Linked DNA regions of Mus musculus: region 2 is linked to region 1. Evidence: chromatin contacts called from public HiChIP or PLAC-seq data. All regions are on one chromosome and are shown on one strand. The core of a region is the stretch at or near the end of the contact, and the rest is flanking DNA. Distances in the headings are between cores, read along the strand shown. Region 1 overlaps Gm32008 (a long non-coding RNA gene). Region 2 overlaps Zmiz1 (zinc finger, MIZ-type containing 1).

What was found. HiChIP or PLAC-seq counts read pairs in DNA pulled down with a chosen protein or histone mark.
Region 2: a contact with region 1 is called in an H3K4me3 HiChIP or PLAC-seq map of embryonic basal ganglia, with 6 times the contacts expected there. The contact joins two enhancer-like sites. A contact is called at or near these places in 1 of 484 Hi-C or Micro-C datasets (embryonic stem cells) and 1 of 115 datasets of contacts at active chromatin or transcription factors (embryonic basal ganglia).

The regions. Positions count from the first base shown.
Region 1 is chr14:24,839,938-24,845,596 of GRCm38.p6, reverse strand. All of the region lies in intron 2 of Gm32008 (a long non-coding RNA gene), which reads right to left. Among named protein-coding and RNA genes, the nearest start is that of Gm31951, 12 kb to the right of the region's middle. Within about 2 kb of position 3,341, at least 81 of the 459 cell types and tissues checked have an H3K27ac peak or open chromatin away from gene starts, as enhancers often do. A contact at or near this core is called in embryonic basal ganglia, where this site is marked.
Region 2 is chr14:25,547,930-25,553,588 of GRCm38.p6, reverse strand. The region is part of intron 3 of Zmiz1 (zinc finger, MIZ-type containing 1); the gene reads right to left. Among named protein-coding and RNA genes, the nearest start is that of Mir3075, 16 kb to the right of the region's middle. Within about 2 kb of position 3,553, at least 61 of the 459 cell types and tissues checked have an H3K27ac peak or open chromatin away from gene starts, as enhancers often do. A contact at or near this core is called in embryonic basal ganglia, where this site is marked.

The DNA.
Region 1 (5,659 bases), core at 2,092-4,591:
AGAGCTGGCAAAGCCGAGTATGGGGTCCTGGTGAGTGTTGTTTTGGCTTTTCTTGAGAAGGGCATGGGTGTTCAGGTCCACATGTCAGAAGAGTCATTAGGTATCCCAAGAGCCCTTGGGGAGAAGCTCTGATGGAGTCAGTAACTAAGGAGGCAGAGAAGTGATTCCAAGCCCAAGAGCTCTATACCAAACAGCCTTGGTCCCTTCTTCTTGGCCCCAAACACTGTTTTATTCACCAAACTTATTATAAAAGTTCCACCAAATGCAGAGCCTGGATGGACAGGAACCACCAAGACAAAGAAGCTAACCCGTCTCCTGCTCTGAGCAGCTGCTGTTCTTGACTGAGCATCAGAAGTGATGAGCAAGAATTTAGAAACTCTGAGACCCAAACCACACTCGGGATCATCTAGAGTTGGTCTCTGTAGTTCAGGAAACTTGCAAAAGTCTCCTTGGGACTCCGAAGTATAGCCAAGTTTGAAAACCAGACACAAAGCATCTCAAATCTATGAACTCACTTCTGCAATACTGCCCTGAGGCAAGCAAGAATGACCAACATGCACTCAGGCTCCTTCTCACTAACAGGACCGAGGATATTGACTCCACCCAGGCAGAGCAGCCAAGAGAGCTTTCAAGACTGTACTCTTAGAAGCTCCACTATAGGGCCACCTGGGGCCAATCATAGGGCTTGAGGATGTCCTGTTCTGGAAAAAGTATCAGTGAACAGGTGCCTCCCAATAAGGAACCATCCACAGAGATAGTGGTTTTTTTCCAACCTAGAGGTCAAGCAACCTAAGCCTTGCTACCTCAACCTCCCCTGAGTTAAGATTCTGGCTAAATAGATTGCCTGAGGAGGCAGACTAGAGCACTAGAGGTGTGCCTTCAAGTATGTGAAAAGAGCGCCTTTTGCCCTCTTCAGCTATCTCAGCCACCTCTTGAAAGTGCTGATGTTTGGAACTGCTGACGCCATCTTGTGATTGTGAGGAAAAAAGCCAGAGAGAATTATAGATGCTGGCAGAGGCAGAGGCACCCACCTTGGAACACCAGCCCCTCCCGATGTCTGGTTAAAGGGGAGATCTGAGACTGGCAGGTATTCAGTGGCTTGCACCTGCACCAATTAGACTGAGCTACAAGAAATAACAGAACAAGATAGCAGCTTATTTCTCTCTCATATAAAAGAAGTCTGAAATAAGCAATCTGGAACGGCTGAGGTCGGGAAGGGAGCGGCGTTCCAGTCATTGGAGAGCCAAGTTCCTTTTCTTTCTCTCCTCTGCCTTTCTTAGCAATAAGCTTCCAGACTTGGCTCAACAAGGGATACCCAAGTTCCAGCATCAGTTTGCATTCCAGCTTGCAGGAAGAAGAAGTAGAAAAATCATGTTCCTTCTTGGGACATTTCCCAAGAGCCTTTCCATTTTTTGCTATGGACTAGAACTTAGCAACATGACTATACCTGGCTGAAGGAGAGTCTGGGAGCCATGGTTTTATGGGCATACATAAGTTTAACCAGCACAAAGAGATTCTGTAGAAGAAAGAAAGAACGATGCTTGGGAGACAAACACAGACTCCTATACCCGAGACAATTCTCATTTTCTTGAAAGTAGTGGGTTAACACCAGGGCAGAAGAGTTGTAAATAAGAGGAAGCAACCAGGCCTGGAGATGGAGAACACGGGACTGCCAGGTTGGGTGACAGCCCAGAGGGAGAAGAGAAACCTTCTGAGACCTGAAAGATGACACATGACTAACTAGACACAAAGAGCACATGGCTGAGGGGTGAATAGGAACTGATATCTAGACACCCAGTCATGCAGAACCTGTTACCACATTGAGGGGACCTGGTCTTCGTTCTAAGACTCATCAGAAGGCATTTGACCTGGAAAGTAACTCGACCAGGGTTGAAGGCTAGAAAACATAATCATATTGCAAGGTGGAAGATGTGCTAGATTAATGGAGGCAGGGAGAACCCGTTTGAGGCTCCTGGAGGCAGAAACAGAAAGGATTCTGGCTTGAGGCCCTGTGCAGGTGCTGAGTCTCTTCAGGGATGAGGGATGGTAGAGCAGTGTTACCCTGAGTAAGGACTTGTCTGCAGGGAAGTTGAAGGCTTGACCAGAACCTATAGTATCAGTCTCCTTTCTTCATCAGGAGCCTAACAGTCAAGGCTGGTTTTCTCAAAGCTGAATTACTGATGCCTAGCACTGGGTGTAATTTATATGAGTACCCACCCATTCCTTCCTAGACTCTAGTCTGACACATACTTCACTGTTTCTTAATTGCACAGGATCAGGACTGAAGTCCATTGCACCCTGAAGTAGTTACCCAGGAGCTTACGAAGTTTTGACAAACTGAGCTGAACTTCACCTGGACTGCTTGCAGAGTCACACTTGAGCCAGGTATCTCAGAGTCACTTGCCATGTCTGTCCCAGTGCATGACCAGTAGGTCCCAAGGGCCCCATGTGAATGCCAAGGACACCGCCCTCAACAGAGCCCACATTAAATCTTTCAACACTGATCTTTGAAGGCACCTTGTGATATCCATTCATCAATTCACCAGGATGCATTAATGCTTGCTGGTTTTTTCCTGTCCCTTTATCAACCTGGTCCATATAACCCTGCAACACGGGTCAGTTCATACAAGTTGACTTCAAGGGCAAGAGGCTACTGATTTGAATTCCCCAAGTCAGGACTCATTCCTGGATCAATACTGACTTCACTGGGGGTAGCCAGCTAGATCATTTACATCATGATATCTGAAAGAAAGGGACTCTTGGTCTTCCACACAGTATCCCAAGGAGGATGGGATCTGGAGATGCCAGGAGACTCCCCTTTCTCAGAGTACCCAGCTGACCTGCCCTCTGGGCATACAACAGAACCAATGTCAAGCAATGAACTTGTGGAGCCTAGGTTATCAGGCTGACAGGGCCAAGGCCAGTGTTATCCTGATGCATAACCCATCTTCTGTCAGGGAAGAGAAAGCCAGTACATGTATGCTAAACACATGGGCACAGTAAGGACATGGGCCACATAGGGGATAGCAACTTCTTACTAAGGCCTTCTTACAGTTAATCCTGGAAGAAGGCCAGAGCATGAACAAACCATCTTCCAAATACTTCCTGGAGAAATCAGGTCAGGTTAAAATCGAGGAGCTGCTAAAAACTGGCTGAGCCCTGGCTACTCCCTGAAACCTAGCCTCTGAGCCTCTCTCTGTGTCATCTGGGAGGCAGCTCTGGAGGCTGGGCCTGAGGAGCAGAACCCAACCCTCCACCACCTTGCCTTTAGCTTCAGGCTTTATGTAAAGGGCACTAGGGACTCACAAAGGGTGGCCGATGGTAGCAGGCCAGACAGGCAGGAGAGAGGCAGTGAATGAAAGTCTTTGTTTAAGGAAGGCACGGGCCGCGCATCGGCAAGCCCAAGAGAAGCATGTCATTTTGCTGGAAATGCGATTTTCCCTAACAAGTACAGAATCCTACATGACATGTTGAAAAGTGTATCTCTTTGAGAAGCTGCTCTGTATCTCAGAGGCATCGTCAGTACGGCACCCGTGTAATGTGGCAGTTGCCATGGCAACACCTCGTTTTCCATAGACAGGAAAATCAGAGTGGCTAAGTCGATTGAGAGGACCCAAATAACATCTCGAAGGCAGGCTGAGATGCCGCATCGGCTTTTGCATTTGCAGTGCCTGGAGTGCCGTTGTGGGGCAAGTAGCGTATTATATGTGCTTCACAGAGAATCCCCAAGGTAATGTTCAGAGCTTCCTCATTGGTCAGAGGCTGGGAGATAATGGGATTTGCCCAAAGCTACCCAGCAAGGCAGTGACAGGGCCACTGTGGCCAGACTCCCACCTCCTCAGGCAGACAGTGCTCATGGCAGGAGTGACTCTGGCCATCTTTCTCTTCCCTCCAGTGTCTTCAACCATTGCTGTTTCTATTATTTTTCTACTTGCCCTGAAGATAGATAGGGCCCTCAGCAGCAGGCAATAGCAGCCAAGTTAAATCAAAACACGTCCGAGCATCTCCCCTCGGACACAGACTGTCCTCGATATGTTCCTGTCGACGTGTTTGCTTCCAATGTGCAATCCCAGCCCAGAGAATGAACCTTCCCCAGGAAGGAACTCTATCCATGGGTGTAGCACTAAATTGGTACATAGCCCCGAGGGGCTTCCAAATAGAGGAATCATGTATAGCCTTGTCACCCTAGGACCTAGCATGGTGAGACACTGAACTCTGCACAAAGCCACATAGGTGTGCAAACATGTATATGCATTGGCTACAGCCACCACTATGCCCACATGCCAGAGCCAGTAATGCAGGCCTCTTTACGTGGCACCCTATGTAGCCACCCTCTTTGCCCTGGTATGGGGGTGGTGGTACAGAAGGGCTGGAGGCAGGGTGCTCCAAGGCAAGCAGTTTATTTTGTTCACAATGGAGTCTGGAGTTAACACAGTTGGCCCCAGAATCCTCTGGTCTCCTACTTTCCCACATCCCGTGTTGTTCAGGGCTCCCCCACGGGGCTTGGTTGTAAATCTCATTCTCCCTCCTAGGAGGATGTTGGCATCCAACTTAGGGCAGGAACAAGAAAAGTATGCAGGCTGTTCTTTAGTCTCCAAATATAAATTTGAGTAAGGATGAGGGAGTTACAATGGTTGGGGAGGGGGAGACACCTGCCCCCCTCAACTTCCCAGAGGAAAAATTTCATATAACTGTCAGACATGTAATAGAACTGTCAGAAGTACAGGAAACCAGCTACACAGATTACAAAAACATATGTCAGAGACCTATTGGTTTCGTGACAGTGTGAAAATCACAATTTTTCCATCAAGATAGAAAATAGAAACAGAGGAAAGCCAAAAGCACTTTGGCATCTGTCCTCTGACAGCAGCAAGCCTAACCCACCAGGCTGAAGGTGGGGGGTGCCCCAGAAGCAGGTCCAAGTGATGGGAGACCAGCCCCTGTGGCAGTGTTAAGCCATCCTGACCTTTGACCTCCACCCTTGGAAAAAGCATCCATTCTTCTTTCAGACCATTCATTCACACTGGAAGGTGAAAGTGCTCCCACCTCTGGCAAGTCGTTCTCCCGTGATGCTAGTTCTTCAAGCTTATGAGGAGGATGTCTGGTAAAGATGAGGTCACACTTCACACAGGCCACTTAGTGGTAGAAGAGGTATCAATAGTATCAGAACCCCTTCCTTCCCTTTGTGATCATAAGAAAGCTAGTGTGGGCCACTCCCTAGAGAGTAAGAGAAAGTGAGGCAGGTCAACAAGGAACCACAGTGCTGAGAAGGCAGTCCACTGTCTCCCAGCCCCTGCTACCCATGTGCAGTGGATCTCTTGCTGCTGCTTTCTTTCTTGCTAGTTCTTGGTTTTTTTGTTTTGTTTTGTTTTTTGTTTGTTTGTTTGTTTTTTAAGATTTTACTTTTGTGTCTGGCAGTGGTGACACATACCTTTAATTTCAGCACTGGTAGGGGTTGGGGGGCAGGCAGATCTTCAAATTCCAGGACAGCCTGGTCTACACAGCAAGTTCCAGGACAGTCAGGGCTACACAGAGAAACCTTGTCTCTAAAACAAAACAAAACAAAACAAAACAAAACAAAACAAAACAAAGCAAACACCCCAAGACTTTGTGTGTATGCATCTGTGTCTGTGAGAGTGTAAGTCCAGTGTGTGTGAGT
Region 2 (5,659 bases), core at 2,304-4,803, 710 kb before region 1:
TCCATCAGAAATGCTGGCTCCCCAGTGGTGGAGTCTGGGAGAGCTCCAAGAGCCCCTCCTGGCTGCTAGAAGCATGCTGGCTGCCCTGCTCCAATCCTGACTGCTCAGCTGTTGAACTGGGCCTGAAGTACCAACAGCCAGAAGAGCAAAGATCCCCAGAGCAAACATAACAGTCTGCCAGCATCAAGGGGCCAGGTGTGGCCATCAGCTCTTCTAACATGACCCCAGGTGGAGGCTCTAAGAATCTCTTTCATAACTTGGGTTCCAGATCTGAGCACAGAGGTCTGTCTGACTCGAGAGATCCAGTGCTTAGAACCATTCCGGCATGTTTCTTGAGTCACAGGTTCCTCACGTCCTCAAGCCTCTTAGGTGTCCTTAGACCCTATCACTGGCATGTATATTTTACCTGTGTCCTTAAGAGGGGCTGGGTCACCCCACAGGTGTGTACCTCCACCCCAGTGTGTACGCGATGAACCACTGGGAGACTTCTCTGCTCACACAGCCTACATTATCTTCTCTAAGTTCACACTAGGTCCCACATAATGGAGGGACAAGCACAATTCAGGTGAGGTAAACTAGTCAGGCACAGGCTTCCCCACCATCTTGGATTGCTGAGTTGTCCCCATGAGACTGACCATTAGGGTGTCAGTGGGTAGCAGGAATGGCCCAATCTTGGCTCTGCCTTAGCCTGCTGTGTAGTAGGCCTCTCTGATTAGTCTGATGCCCTTTCTATGTTTGTGTGTGTGTGTGGTGTGTGGTGTGTGTGTGTGTATGTGTGTGTGTGTGTGGATGTGTGTGTGTGTGTGTGTGTGTGTGTGTGTGACTGCACTGGCTGGCCTGAAACTTTGCCAAGTAGGCTAGGCTACCTGGTGAGTGAGGGCCAGGGATCTGCCTGTCTCTGCTCATCCCAGCACACCTGGGATTACAAATAAGTACCGCTGTGTCTGGCTCCTTAGGTGGGTTCCTGGGATCTGAACTCAGGTCCTCGGGCCTGCAAGGGCTCCACAGACTGAGTCACTTTCCAGCCAGTGCTCTGTCTTTTTTGAATCTGGAAAATCTGAACCCAGGTTTGTCCTCAGACTCATTGAGAGGATTAAATCGTGAGAGTAAAGAGAGGCTCTGACCTTGACGAGAGGCAGGAATACACACACACACACACACACACACACACACACACACACACACACACATATACACTCAGAGACACATAGAGAAAGAGAGACAGACAGAGACAGACACACACACACACACACACACACAAACACATATACACTCAGAGACACAGACAGACAGACAGACAGACAGACACACACACACAGAGACACATAGAGAAAGAGAGACAGACACACACACACACAAACACATATACACACAGAGACACAGACAGACAGACAGACACACAGACACATAAAGAGAGACAGACAGACAGACACACACACAGAAACACATAGAGAAAGAGAGACACAGACAGACACAGACAGACACACACACACACACACACACACACACACACACACACACACACACACACAGATCCCAGTCAAGTGGCAGGAATCCCCAGCCAGGCCCAAACAGCCCCACTCCCTCCCCTCTTCCTGTGAGGTGTCTCTCTCTGGCACTACACCAGGTTTCTGGCTCCTCCTCTCCAAGACGCCCTAAACCCCAAACCTATAATCCCCAGCTGGGAAAATGACAGGCTTGCCCGGCAGCTGCCCTCCAAAGACCTGTGGGTGTGGAGCCAGGCTGTAGCCCTGGTGGTGACTAGGAGGAGGGCCCAGGATACACAGCCCCATGGAATCATGGGAGGTCAGGAGCTGGGGAAGATGCCATGGGGGAATGAGGGCCTGTGGGTGTGGAGAGGACAGGTGATGGACGATGGTCAGAGAGGGTCAGCAAACTCTTCCCACCCTTGATCTGACGTTAGGGGGAGTAGCTCAGGCCTCAGACTTGGGGCAAGGTGGCCGACCCCTGGGGCAAAGCTAAGTGCACTGAATTCTAGCCTGTCCCCGGGGTCCCTTAGATGGGCTCCAGAGCCTGTATTTGGGAACAGCCTCTGGGATAGATCTACAGCTTGCTTGGGAACCATGAGTGGCCTCTGGGCAGCCTTTCCCTTCTGCATATTCCACAAGAGTGGGGCAACTCCAGGCCATCCACCCCCTCACGGCTCATCTCCTCAGAAGTAACATGACCATTTGTGGATGGAACCACAGAACTGTCCCATCCCCACCACCCCAATCCCTGACTAGGGCTCAGAGTAAAAAATTCAGGCCTAGATCACTCACAATGGTTCTTCCCCACCAGGAAAGGCCACCCAAAAGCCCACAACTTGCTGCTGTTGGTTCTATCTCCTGCCACCAGGACTGGTAAGAAAGCTGTCACAGGCCCTAGAGGAGGCTGGCACTGGACCCAAGACCATGGGATCTTCTGTCCAATCACAATGGCTACCAAGTGCCTAGCTTGGAGAAATGATGTTCCCTATCAGGCTGTATTGTCCTGACCTCCCATGCCTCCTCCCCCCAAACACATGGACATGTGCAGTGGTCCTAGATGAGTCGCAAGCCTCAGTTTCTCACTAAAGTTGACATGGTAGAAGGGCAGGTAAATCAAGGCCATAGGTAGGGAAGAGCCCATTATGGGCGTCAGGATGCTTGGCTCAGGCAGGGTAAGAGTCAGGAAATGGATTAGTTCAGGGCTGCACCTGAGAAGCCTCCACAATGCCACCATCACCTGCCTTAACCTGGAGAGCCAGCATCCCAGGACAGAAACTTGGAGCTGTGTGAGCATTTTCATAACCTATCCCCGGAACTCAAGTGTACCCTGGTACTTCTTTCAGTCATGTATCCAGGAGGCTAGTGGAGCTCCTGGGCTGGTCTCTGTTGGAAAGTGGGCCCAGTGAATGGCTCTGGGTGTGAGCCTGCCACCACCCTGGCACCCTTCCATGAAAGGGATAAATAGGAAAGAAAGAGGGGCAAGTTAGGGAAGGATGCTGCTGCTTTCATGATCCTTGCTGCCTCTCCTCATGCAAGATTGCTGATTGGAAGCCAGGGGCCTCAGAAGAAGGCGGGTGGTAGAAATGACAATTGTTCCCGTGGCCTACCCACCCGATGTGCCTGCTCACCCGCTGCCCGGTCCCCACTTGCTTCGGTCTCACCAACCCCTTCCCTGCCCCCTTGCTGGCCTGAGATGGCTGTTGCCATAGCAACCCTGCTCATTCAATCCGAGGATAATGAAGCCAATGTGTTTTTCATTCCCATGAGCTAGACTGCAGGAGCAGCGTGGTGGTGGTGGTGATGTGTGTGTGTGTGTGTGTGTGTGTGTGTGTGTGTGTGTGTGTGTGTGTGTGTGTGTATGTGTGTGTGTGTGTGTTGGGGGTTTCCCTCTTGCCCCTCCTTCCTGTCTGGGGAAGAGACAGCAGGTGGAGCCTGACTAGCAGAGGGTCAGACACGGGCTTGTGAGAAAGAGATAAACCTTGAAGCCACCAAGTTCTTAGTCTACCATGGCAAGCACAGGCTGGGCAGTGCCAGCTGGAATGGCAAGTCCTTCTTGCCAACAGTCAGATCAGAAGTGGCTCAATGCCACAAAGAGTGAGTAGGATACAGGACCTGGGCAGAACAGGGCTCTACTTCTAGCTTGTGTCTCTGGTCTCTCTTTGGTACAATCAAGTTCCCCTAGTTCTTTTTGAGTTCTACCTCATTGCCTAACCATCTATAGGACCCAGGGGTCCGGAATCCCTTGCTTCTACAAACACACAGCCAAGGCTGGCAAGCCATACAGACCTGTTATCCATGCACTCAGACACTGAGACAATAGGACAGCTAAGAGCTGCAGGCTATCCTGGGTTACATACTGCCTCCAAGTCCAGATTGATTTGCATAACAAGACTGTCTTTAAGAAAAATAACTGGGCTGGAGAGATGGCTCAGAGGTTAAGAGTACTGACTGCTCTTCCAGAGGTCCTGAGTTCAAATCCCAGCAACCACATGGGAGCTCACAACCATCTGTAATGGGATCTGATGCTTTCTTCTGGCGTGTCTGAAGGCAGCGACGGTGTACTTGTAAGTGTACTTGTAACTACTTATACTTGTGTACGACGGTGTACTTGTAAGTAAGGTATACTTACATACATGAAATAAATAAATCTTTAAAAAAAAAGAAAGAAAAGAAAATAACTAACAGCAAATAAGTAAAGCCTGCCGACCTGTCAAAATAATTCTGACCTGTTGCTACCAATGACTATCTCTTTAGGTTGCTGTTGGGGGCAGGGGTGGTGGTAGCTGCACGCAGTAGGCTCTTTATAAATGTGTATCTCCCTTCTCTTCTTCCTCCATGTATCTCTGATCTCCAGCTCAGTGACAGCATCGTTTAGGAAGTGTTCCATAATGAGGCAGAAGTCGGCTGCTCTGACCATCTTGCCTTCTGCTAGCTCTGGGCATGCCTTTCCTTCCGGAAGGGAAACTGAGGCCTGAGCAGGGGTGGCCTGGCCAGCAGGCAGGGCTGTCTAAATGGAGTGGAGACACACTGGGGCCTCATGGCTCACAGTGGCCACCCTACCAGTCTCCCCAGTCTTCTCCCAGGCAGGAAGCCAAAAGGACTCCTGCAGAGCCTGGCCTGCCTCTCCCATAAGTCAATCACCTGGGAGGCCAGTGGCCCTCTGCCTCGCCAGGCTGACAGATGACGGGGAGGGAGAGGAAGCTTGCCAGGCAGCCAGTGGGGGTGGGAAGGCCAAGGTGGAAAAAATCAGAGCAGGGTTTGAAAGATGAAGAAATAAACCTGCCAGGAGGGAGACAGCCTCAATCTGTCCTCCATAAAGCTGTCTCAGGGCCACCAAGGACGTCGGCGGATGGAGGGGACCGGAGATAGCTCCTCCTGGAACCTCTGCTGCCCCCACAGCCCAGCTGGCCTCCAGATCTGACTTGGTGAGGGTTCCAAAGAGGGACCTGGCTGGGTTTCTGGGGCATAGCGGGTGACAGGAGGGGAAGGTGGGGGCCTGAGGCCTTTTTTATTTTTTTTTGGCTTTCCTAACCATTTGCACACAGATACAGAAGGCACTCGATACTGACATCTGGACCAAGTGAATGGAGGAAGGCATTGTCATGTTTGCAGTTAACAGAAAGAGCTTGGGCACAGCTGAGTTGGCTTCAGGGTGAACCACAGGCAACCTATGTCAAACTACAAAACTGAGCCTCTTGGTACCTAGCTCCCAGGCCCATGTAAATCCACCTTCTCTAGAAGCTTCCTTGTAGGGTGGGCACCTCCTCATGGCATCCTTGGTAGCACCCATCCTAGCAAGTGTGGGCAGGAGAAAACTAACTGTCACGTACTCTCATTCTCTCCTTGGGGCCATGAAGAACCCTGGTTTTTAAAAACAGTGACCCTCAAAATCTGCTCATGACGTACGATCAACAGATGAAAGGATCTTAGGAAGTGACAAGGCGGGGTAGGGGGTGGGGGGGAGGCGGGGAGCCCAGTGCAAGGCAAGAAGGAACCCTTGGGCAGAGTCAGGGCAGTTCTGTTTTTCTCCTTCCACTTCTGTGACTGTCAGGCTGGCCACAAGTAACACGCGTTACTAAGGAAAACAGGACATTATTAAAATCGGCAACGAAGATGTGGCTCCCACTAAATGCTGCTGCCTTCCTGAGTTTATGGCACAAACTCAAAGA